3 separate regions of the Mus musculus genome follow, and regions 2 and 3 are each linked to region 1. The links are chromatin contacts, called in public ChIA-PET and HiChIP or PLAC-seq maps. All regions are on one chromosome and are shown on one strand. Each heading gives the region's core, a stretch centred on a gene start, on an enhancer-like site or on the middle of the called end of the contact. The rest is flanking DNA. Distances are from core to core; before and after follow the strand shown. Region 1 overlaps Gm39849 (a long non-coding RNA gene). Region 2 has its middle 13 kb from the start of Gm39850. Region 3 has its middle 62 kb from the start of Gm39850.

Region 1 (3,290 bases), core at 374-2,873:
AAATAAAATGTGCACTTCAGAAGCACAGCAGGTTTTGTATTTTATCTAACTTAGCTCTTTTCTCTATCTGCATTTTGGAAGTTGGAATCCATAACTTTGGCATACATTCCTTCAGTGAAGAATGGCATGCCAGTCAGCCACAGACTGCATATAACAGAGTGGTTCCATAGGATTATAGTGATCTGAAAAAAACGTCCTATTGCTTGGTGACACAGTATCTGTACCAAGGTCAGAGTGAAACTGGGTACTCGTGTTTGTGGTGAACCTGTTATCAGCAAATCTTCTATGGTGCCAGCCTTGGGGAGCAGAACACATTGATCCTGTGCAGTCCACAGTCCTTGACAATAACTAAGCAATGCTATGGGTTTTGTATTCACCACGCAGTGTTTTTGTCCTAATTAGAAGCATTTGTCAAGTTATAAAACATTCAGTTGTAAAACCTATGCTTGGCTGGATGAGCCACTCAGCAGGAGAATGTTTCCCAGCATGCACAAGGCCCCGGGGTTTGATCCCCAACACTACAGAACCCCAAACTACCCTCTTCCCCCAATCAATCAAAATCAGCAACAACAAGAATCCCATATTTGGTCTTATTGGGCAGGCGACTCGGTGTCTTACGGTTATAAAGTCTCAAGATTAAGTCATTTCCTCCTGTGCTTGATCTGTTCACACCAACCTTTTTCTCTCATCTCAATATGTAATAGGTTTTATGAATTTATTTTTTTTCCAGCCAACCAAGCAATCTATCTTCCTGTAGAAACTGTGATGGTTTGACTTATGCTTGACCCAGGGCGTGGCACTATTAGGAGGTGTGTGGCTTTGTTGGTGGAAGTGTGTCACTGCGTGGGTGGGTATGAGACGCTCCTCCTAGCCATGTAGGAGCCAGTTTTCTTCAAGTGGCCTTCAGCTGATGTAGAACTCTCAGTTCTTCCTGCACCATACCTGTCTGGATGCTGCCATGCTCCCACCTTGATAATGGACTAAACCTCTGAAATTGTAAGCAGCCCAATTAAATCCCACAAGGCAAGGCCCCAATTCCAACTAGGACACGTGGCCTGTAGAACCCACTTTAGTTAATCAATAAGGAATTTTGTATCTGGGGATTATAGCATAGACACATAGTCCAAGCACGCAGAAGACAAAGACAGAAAGATCATTGCAAGTTTGAGGCCAGTTAGCATATGACCCTCTTTCAAAACATAACAATAAGAAGCAAAACTAGCTGGTCATGGTTGTGGATGCTTTGAATCCTCTCACTCAGCAGGTAGATCTCTATGAGTTTGGGTCTATATAGTGAGTTTCAGGACAGTCAGGGCTGTATAATAAAGAGACCCTGTCTCAAAAGAACAAAACAAAACAAAACAACCACTACCAACAAAAAACTACTATAGCAACAAAAAAATGGTCTTGGATACCTAATTCTGGGTTCGTTCATGCCTGTTTCAATTTTAGGTTAATAGGCCATGCGTCCTACCTATTGTAGTACACAGGTCTCAACCCCAAAGGGGCAGAATAGCCATATAAGCAGGGTCTGATGTGTTACCTGGCTTGTGTCTGAGCTCCACCACAGGAGAGCCACATGAGTGACATTTCCTGAGCCCCTCCCTACAGTGGAGGCTACAGTGGAGGCTGCAGTAGCTCCTACATTGTTGTTTGGAAGAGCTGGCATAGTACTCTTAGAACAGGGCCTCGCTTGCGGAAAGTCCCTGGTTAAAGTAAGCTGTGTGTTCCCTCAGGGGCTGTAAAACTGAGGCCAAGGGAAGTCAGTTTAGTTAACCAGGACCACCTTGCTATGAAGCAGAAGAGCTGAGCTGCAAAGCCAACTCAAAGCAGCTAAGCGCAGTACTGGTGCCGACCCGCTCCACCATTGCCCATGGGCCATACTACAGTTGTCCAGTCACTGACAGCCTGATAGTTCCCTTGGGCGGTTCTTGTCTTTCGAATGTCCTTGGCTTTGGAGAGAGACTGGTGCCCAGCTCGTCACCATAGCTACCCAGTGTCCTTGTTTAGTTTTGCTTCCTTTGTTCTCAGTGACCCATCACCCAGGCACGGGTCTTGCCCTTGGGGGCAAGCTCGCCCATAAGACCTGCAAAGCTTACAACTCACGGAACAATAACACCATTTCTGCAGAGGGAAAGGTGGCTCTTTCTCGTACAGGGATAGGCAAAGGTACAGGTATAAAGAAAGCCATTTGGGCTTGCTTCCAAAACTCAACCCAAACACACAGGCGTTAACTTATTTTTAGGTTTTGAATTGCTCGAGAACAACACTCCATTTTTCCGTAGCCGCTATTGTTCAGGTTTTACTGATGTTCATAAGGAAATATTTTGAAATACCACAAGAAAGTCTGGGCTGGGGCTGGGGGTGGGGGGAGAACAGTGAGGGAGGAATGGTGCAGAGGGAGCCCTTTCTTTTTGATGCCAGAGGGGAGATGAGGATCTTGGAAGGGAGCCGGGGCTGTCATATTTCTGGCCCATTGTAAAGCCTGAGGCGGTTTGGCTAAACATCAAAATGTGGGGGCGTTTCTTTGAATTAAGCTTTACTGCACAGAAAACTTATAGGAGGCATTCTATTATCATGAATTTTGAAAGTGTTATCTCTATTTTTCTTTTCTTTCTTTCTTTTTTAAAAAAAGTGTGTGTGTGTGTGTGTGTGTGTGTGTGTCTGAGATGGCACGTGTCTGAAGATAACTTGGTCTCCTCCCTCTTTTATGTGGGTTCCGGGCATTGCAGTCACGTTGCTGGGCATGCTCAGTGGGCACCTTTACTCACAGAAACCCACCTAGCTGGTTCTTATCTCTCTTTTCTTTTTGACTCAAGAGTTCTAGCTGGAGCAGCCAGCGTCTTGGATACAGAGAGCTTGGTTACTCACAGAGGACATCTCTGAGCTGATCTGTGTAGGATTTTTTTTTTTTAAGTTTTAACAAATTGTAGGGAGGGGCCAGGGGAAATACTCCCTATATAGAGCAGTAGACTTCTTAGTATCTTGATTCAGAGCACCCAGTCAAAAGCCAATACCAGGCACGACTCGGGGTTCTCTCGGGATGCTTCCCACTGAGAAAGGTTTCCAGAGCATGAGCTGGGCCATCACCATCTCAGTCAGAGCTTTAGTGAAATACACTGGGTAACATCATAACAGCTCTAGTTTGTTTATTTATTTACTTATTCGTTTGTTTGTTTGGTTATTTACATCTGATACAGGGTCTCACTGTGTAGCTAAGCTAGCCTCTAACTAGCAATCTTCCTGCTTCAGCCTCCTGAGAGTAAGGATTGCAAGCCTGTGCTACCATG
Region 2 (3,266 bases), core at 302-2,801, 140 kb before region 1:
AAAGTTACGTATAATGACTAGAGTCAGAAATTTCCTACACAAATCTGAAAAAGACCAAATGAGAAGACAGACTTAAAACAAAACAGAACCTAAAACCAGCACCTGGCACCTCTTGCCTATCTAGCCCGCATGGAGCCAACTCCAAAGCTCTTGTACTGCTGCCAGGCCACACCCACCTCTGAGGCTGGGCCGTCTTCCTGTTTGCTCTCTCTCCTACAGGCAGGTTCAGGCTTCTCTTTCTCTTTCAGAACAGAGCTCCCATAATCCGATGGGCGGACTCTTTCACGAAGCTCCTATATTAATAGCTGTATTTTAGTCCCTCCCAACCTCTGTCCCAGCTTGGTCTGTGCTTTATGAGACATTTCCCTGAGGTGTGTCCATGCTGCGAGACGTACACATCTGCACCAGGACACAACATGCTTGGTGCTCTGTGTCCCTCACAAAAGGCATGATGGTTTATATACCTACGTTCACAACCAAGTAAAAAGAAAAGAGAGGAAAACAGTGGGTGATAGTACCTGCCTAGTATTTCCTAACCAGGTAAATTAATAGAGCAGACCACCATCCGTTATAAGGAGTGTATTTTAAGTGCAGCGTGGGCAAGGAAATGTGGTTAGTTGTTTTCATAGAAAGTAGAAAGGCCTAGCAAGTCTAAATGATTTATAATTAATCAGTTCTCTCATCTGATAATGAGGTAAATGTGTTATATTGGAAACTGAGGTAGAAAGAAGACGGACAAGACAGACTTCCTCCTCCCCTCAGAGGCTATAATTAGGAGAGATATGATATGCATATTCCTAGCGAAAGCATTAGGGAAAGGTGAGGTGTCCCAAGGATTGCAGTGATTTCAGGAAGGAGACACTGGGTTTTGGCTGGGGAGGAGGCAGAAGCTTTGGAATCAGGCTTGGAGTGTGTGGTGGGGGTGGGGAATCCATATTTCTCATGTAACTGTTGTCTTGGCAGGTTAAGGTAAAAATCATATTCACGGGAAGGGCAGCATTATTATCTGGCTAATTCCTGCCATAGAAACATTTACATGATCTTACAAAAATCTATTCACTAATGTTTTTTTTTGGCAGCCACCAGGGCAGTCATTGTTAATTGTCACACTCTCCTTATAACCTGAGGAAACTCACAGAAAAGGAGACACACACCCTCAGTAAGCTGTGTGTTGTTCCAGGGATTCATAGATCCCTGGGCCTGTTCTTGAACTGCCCAGGGTCTGTGGTCATTATTAAGAAGCCCTGACAGCAGGCAGCCCCTAAAGTATGAAAGCGTTCACCGAGCAGGCTCAACCCTAGAGTCTTGGAGCTTATTTGCTCTGAACGTTTAACACGCCTGTGAGGTCTAATGTGTACAGCTAGTCCAAGGGCTGAGTCTGACGCTGAAGTGGTGTCATTGGCTCCTGTGCACCTCTGGGTGGACAGGGACCAGGAGACAGAGAGTGAGAGAACATGAGAGTGAGGGCTTTCGAAAAGGAGGGACATACTTGTGCAGGAAGCCATTGTTTTTCAAAGTTTCCCTGGTGACTCTGAAAACTGAGTCCCCACACCCACTGCCTCAGGATGTTATTTTCTGTGAGCCTCCTCCATCCCTCCTGCAGAGAGACTTCTGGCAAGTCCCTCAGACATGCCCAGACGCATTCTGTATGCTGGCCTGGAGCCCAGCTTCAGCCTGGGCTGCAATCCTCCTGTTCCCCTTGCATGCTGCATTAATATTGAAAGTGGATGGCAACTTGAGGTCCCCGGCAAGGGAATGAAGGCAGCTGACATGCTCAAGGAAATATGTCTGTAATGCAGTTTTACCGAGCCAGATCTGGGCCGGGGCCTTCTGCAGTCGGTCAGGGGTGCAACCTGGGGTTCCTGGAGGAATGTTAGAGTGTTTCTAATTTGTTGCTTTAGAATTAGACCCACTTCTAGGACAATGTACTAAGTGACACAAGTCAGGCATAGAAAGAGAACTACTGTGTGATCTCACATGTAAGTGAGGATGCTGGTCAAATAGAAAGGGAAGAATGCTGGTTATTAGGGGCTGAGGCAGGAAGAGGAGGGGAGACACTGGCTAAAGTGTACAAAGTCTCGATTAGATTGATTAGATGGGTTAAGTTAAGGCTCACTGTACAGTACGGTGACTTATTAATAACAAGGACTGCTTACTTGAAGATTGCCAAGACAGTAGATTTCAACATTTTTTTTTAAGACAGGGTTTCTCTGTGTAGCCCTGGCTATCCTAGAACTCACTCTGTAGACCAGGCTGGCCTTGAACTCAGAAATCCACCTGCCTCTGCCTCCCGAGTGCTGGGATTAAAGGCGTGCACCACCACTGCCAGGCTCAACATTTTTTTTTTTTCCGAGACAGGGTTTCTCTGTATAGCTCTGGCTGTCCTGGAACTCACTTTGTAGACCAGGCTGGCCTCGAACTCAGAAATCCGCCTGCCTCTGCCTCCCGAGTGCTGGGATTAAAGGCGTGTGCCACCACGCCCAGCTTCAACATTTTTTATTACATTAGAAAAAACTAATCTGGGGCCTGGTGAGATGGCTCAGCCGGTAAGAGCACTGACTGCTCTTCAGGAGGTCCTGAATTCAAATCCCAGCAACCACATTGTGGCTCATGACCATCCGTAGTGACATATGACACCCTCTTCTAAAGACAGCTACAATGTACTTACATATAATAAACAAATTCTTTTTAAAAAAAGAAAAAAGAAAAAACTAATCTATGTGTGTGTGTGTCCTTCACTTCTTCCACCATGCTGGGGTTCGGGGGGGAGGAGGGCTTAGCTCATTAGTCTTAGCAACAAGTACCTTTCTCCACTGAACCATCTTGCCAGTTCTATGTCTTAATATTTTAAGTGTTCTTAGTTACTTAAAAAAGGATAAATATATAAGGTAATACATATGTTAGTTTATTTACTCATTATCATACCATGATATATACATATTTCAAAACATGATGGTATACACCATTAGTATATACATTTTGATCAGTTTGTGTTTCTTCTTTTTTTTTTTTTTAGGTATTTTCCTCGTTTACATGCCACATTTTTTTTTTTTTTTTTTTTTTTTTTTTTGTGACAGGATCTCTCAATGAATCTGGAGCTTGCTGTTTTGGTTAAACTGGCTGGCTAGAACATTCTGGAATCCAGTTCTTCTGTCATGCTGGGGTTGCACGTATACTACCCCACTAGCTTTTGTGTGAACTCAGGCCTTCATGCTTACACATCAAGCACTTAGCTATCCCTCCAGGCCCCCAAGTTTTGATCAAAT
Region 3 (3,456 bases), core at 541-3,040, 210 kb before region 1:
TTACGTGGGGGTCCTCGGAGAGCATAGTCAACTGGACACAGGAACCCAGTCCTTTCTGGATTCTTGTGTTTTCTTTTGCTTTGTTTGTTTTGACAGAGTTTCTCTGTGTACCTCTGGCTGTCTTGGAACTCACTCTGTAGAGTAGGCTGGCTTTCAACTCAGAGATTCACCTGCCTTTGCCTCCCAGTGTCTAAGATTGAAAGTGTGTGTTATCACCGCCTGGATTTTCTTCATTATTTTTTATCATTCATGTCTGAATGAGTATGATCACTTAGAAGAACCTAACTCCATGGTGTTCTATGCCTGCCATTCCATCACTCCAGAGACTGTGACCACAGGAGTTCAAGACCAGTGTGTCTATGCAGTGAAAGTGTTTCTCAGCAAACAAACACTTCTGTGGAAATACTGTAGTAAGCCAAGATGCGGGTGGTTTGGTAGATGTGAGCGCAGGGTCGTGGAGCCGCGTTCCTGGCAGGCATCTCCAAGGTAGATTTTAGCATGTGAGCTCATTGACTGTCCTGAAGAGGAGCCCTCTGGATCATTCCTGCTTGTTAGGATGTCAGCCTGGGACTGGCATCACAGATTGACAGAATAACAAAGTCCTCTGCAGCCCTGAGGGACACTCTGAAACTGGAATGACTTCTCGGTTTACAACATGGGAGTTGCGACACTATAAATCAAGTCTTTTAAGCCTTGATTTAATTCTCAAGTTGGTTATTAATCATTTGCCAGCACACCAGTGATCTACTGAACGCCTGTCTTGAAGACGCGGAATGGAATATTTTCAAATATTAAATTTCTGAGAAATCCTACAATAAAGAACTTTGGGCGACTTTCTAAAATAAGCATTTCCCAAACATGACATGAACGCAAATCCCTGCCCAGAGACTGAAATCTACGAGAAACTAATATTTGATTGGAAGTGCCTTTCAACAGACTAATGGGGGATAGACCATAGGCAGCTCCTTGTTAAGGAGAATTTTCTCATCTACCCCACGGTTATGCCCAACTTCTGGGATCCCCTCCTATTCTCCCTTTCAGCACATATAGGTACTAATCAGATGCCCCCAAATCCCTGCCCATGACTCTTGCCAGGTCTGGGACCCTGGCTTGCCTCTTGAAATCTATTCAAGTCCAAGGGGGGTCTGGCTTTGGGTGAATAACCCCCTCTCCAGACCCAGGCCATACTGCTTGCTCTCCCTCAGGCCAGTGTCACCCATCCGGCCTGACCTTACATTGCAACCCTGGTCTAGGTGACCTTGCTGACTCTTTCCCCATCTCCCTGGCATTTGCCTTAGAGGCCAGCCTGAGGCTCTGCTGAACCACAGCCTCCACTCCTGTCCTCCCCACTTCCTGACCCTCCCTCCCCTTCCCTGCTTCCCTCACCTTCTTTCATCTCTCCTTTCCTTTCCTCCTCAAACTCTTTTTCCTGAATTCCTCCGAGGACTTGGGTTTGGGTGACAGAAGCCAGGGGCGAGGGTTTGCTTTGTCTCCCGCCCCTAGCAGTGCTCACTGCGCTTCTTCTTGCTTACGTGGAGAAACACACCGAGAGAGAGGTGGCGTGGTCACATCTGAAAATGCCAGTCACCCATCCTACCAACGGAATCATTTTGTGGTCCATAGTCAAATAGTTCTGCAAATGGCTTCCTAACGGCCTACTGAGAAGCCAGGTGAATGTCAAGAGGGTGGCCTTACAGCCTATAGTCTGGTGACAGAAAGGAGGACAGTGGGAGACCCTTTCGTCTGCACATTCCTATCTGCCCCACTGGAGGATGGGCGCAGGAGGCCTGGGCACAAAAGGCCTGGGCACAGCTGCTGGAAACCTCTGGGCCTGGAGTGAGAGCCTGCGGGCTTGTGGGAGGAGATGTTGCTATTTTTGGTGGCGGTTTGAACACTTTTTAAGTGAGATTGCCGGGCTCTCCACCCATTGCACTTGTTTTCTACCAGGCACCACTTTCTTGGGGCTCTTTTGAAAAACATTCAGCTCCCTACTGTGCGAGCACAAGGCTCTGAAAGCATCTTAAAGCCCATCAAAAACTTAATGCGTTGACTTTGAAGTGGGACCCAAATGCAAGGACTCCACCAGAATAAAATATCTCCCAAACCAGTTAAATAGGCTCGGCTTAATAGCCAGCCATTTCTAAATTGTTTCTTTTATATAGTGTAGCATTTACATTGGTGGTAACCATGGTAACAGATCCTAAGGACCTCCATAAGATCAGCACATTACCAGGTGCTAATTGTAAATAAGGAGACAAATAAATAGCTTATAATTTAAATGGCAGTACTTAAGAGTCCTTAGATTCTTTTTTTTTTTTTAAGATTTATTTATTCATTATATGTAATTGCACTGTAGCTGTCTTCAGACACTCCAGAAGAGGGAGTCAGATCTCGTTACAGATGGTTGTGAGCCACCATGTGGTTGCTGGGATTTGAACTCTGGACCTTTGGAAGAGCAGTCGGGTGCTCTTACCCACTGAGCCATCTCACCAGCCCTGAGTCCTTAGATTCTTAGGCTGGTCTGTACCCTCTGGCAAAATAGTGTCCTCTCATCCATACTAGCCATTTTGGCCTGTAAAGGAGACTTGTTAGTCAACATGTTATCCGTCTACTGATGAATTTAGAAGAGTAGAAAATGATAAGGCCATATACACTCTGATAAACAGAATATCCATGACAGTCACTGAAATACAGACTATCTATGTCTGATGGGGATTGGTTCTAAGGAGCCTTGTGGACACCAAGACCCATGTGTACTCAGACCCCTCGGATAAAATGACAGGAATCTGCATATACCCTGCACTTACCCTCCTGTGTATTTTAAATCATCTCTAGATTACTAGTGTCTAATATTATGCAAACACTATTGTGCTGTGTAGGGTCCACACAAGGGAGAAGCCATCTATGTGCAGTACAGAGCTAGTTTCTTACCACTAACTGCGGCCATGGATGCAGATCCCACAGCTACTGAGGACAGCTGCACAGATGTAAGGTCCCAGACCGCACTTGACCATCTTTTCACTTCTCCCTTAGGAGCCTACTTCCCTAACACTGATAGGTGGCAGTTGTCATATCTGGACTGTGTGGTCCTGGCCAGGCACTTTTTCTACCTGCTGTTCCCTTGATGCTGTTGGCATTTCTATATCATTTTTATGTTTATTCTATCCCAGTTAACTTCGTCCCAAGTGCAGACCATACATGTTGAACATGACTGCCACATTATTCTTCTAGAGATGTGGGCACAGAATGCAAAGCAGTGTGAAGGGTTATTTTTTTTTTCTTCTTCCCCTTTTTGTTTCATCTCTGAACATCTGGCTGGAGAAGTATTATCTGGAAAGCGTTAGTTTTCACTCTCTTTCAGTCACGGCGTGTCAAATGTGTTAGAAATGTCTAAGGACAAAAATGTGTCGATTCCTTGTTATTTTCCATCCATCCATCCATCATCCATCCATCCAT

Evidence for each region. ChIA-PET counts read pairs in DNA pulled down with a chosen protein or histone mark. HiChIP or PLAC-seq counts read pairs in DNA pulled down with a chosen protein or histone mark.
Region 2: a contact with region 1 is called in an H3K27ac HiChIP or PLAC-seq map of regulatory T cells, with 2.2 times the contacts expected there. The contact joins two enhancer-like sites. A contact is called at or near these places in 1 of 39 promoter capture datasets (liver) and 5 of 115 datasets of contacts at active chromatin or transcription factors (CD8 T cells, embryonic stem cells, memory CD8 T cells and 2 more).
Region 3: an RNA polymerase II ChIA-PET map of memory CD8 T cells shows a contact between it and region 1, with 26 read pairs. The contact joins two enhancer-like sites. A contact is called at or near these places in 4 of 484 Hi-C or Micro-C datasets (embryonic stem cells and myeloid progenitors), 1 of 115 datasets of contacts at active chromatin or transcription factors (memory CD8 T cells) and 1 of 9 other capture datasets (embryonic stem cells).

The regions. Positions count from the first base shown.
Region 1 is chr2:72,854,899-72,858,188 of GRCm38.p6, reverse strand. The region is part of intron 1 of Gm39849 (a long non-coding RNA gene); the gene reads left to right. Among named protein-coding and RNA genes, the nearest start is that of Gm39849, 5.2 kb to the left of the region's middle. Within about 2 kb of position 1,623, at least 41 of the 459 cell types and tissues checked have an H3K27ac peak or open chromatin away from gene starts, as enhancers often do. A contact at or near this core is called in CD8 T cells, memory CD8 T cells and regulatory T cells, where this site is marked.
Region 2 is chr2:72,994,131-72,997,396 of GRCm38.p6, reverse strand. No RefSeq gene overlaps it. Among named protein-coding and RNA genes, the nearest start is that of Gm39850, 13 kb to the left of the region's middle. Within about 2 kb of position 1,551, at least 221 of the 459 cell types and tissues checked have an H3K27ac peak or open chromatin away from gene starts, as enhancers often do. A contact at or near this core is called in CD8 T cells, memory CD8 T cells and regulatory T cells, where this site is marked.
Region 3 is chr2:73,069,200-73,072,655 of GRCm38.p6, reverse strand. No RefSeq gene overlaps it. Among named protein-coding and RNA genes, the nearest start is that of Gm39850, 62 kb to the right of the region's middle. Within about 2 kb of position 1,790, at least 20 of the 459 cell types and tissues checked have an H3K27ac peak or open chromatin away from gene starts, as enhancers often do. A contact at or near this core is called in memory CD8 T cells, where this site is marked.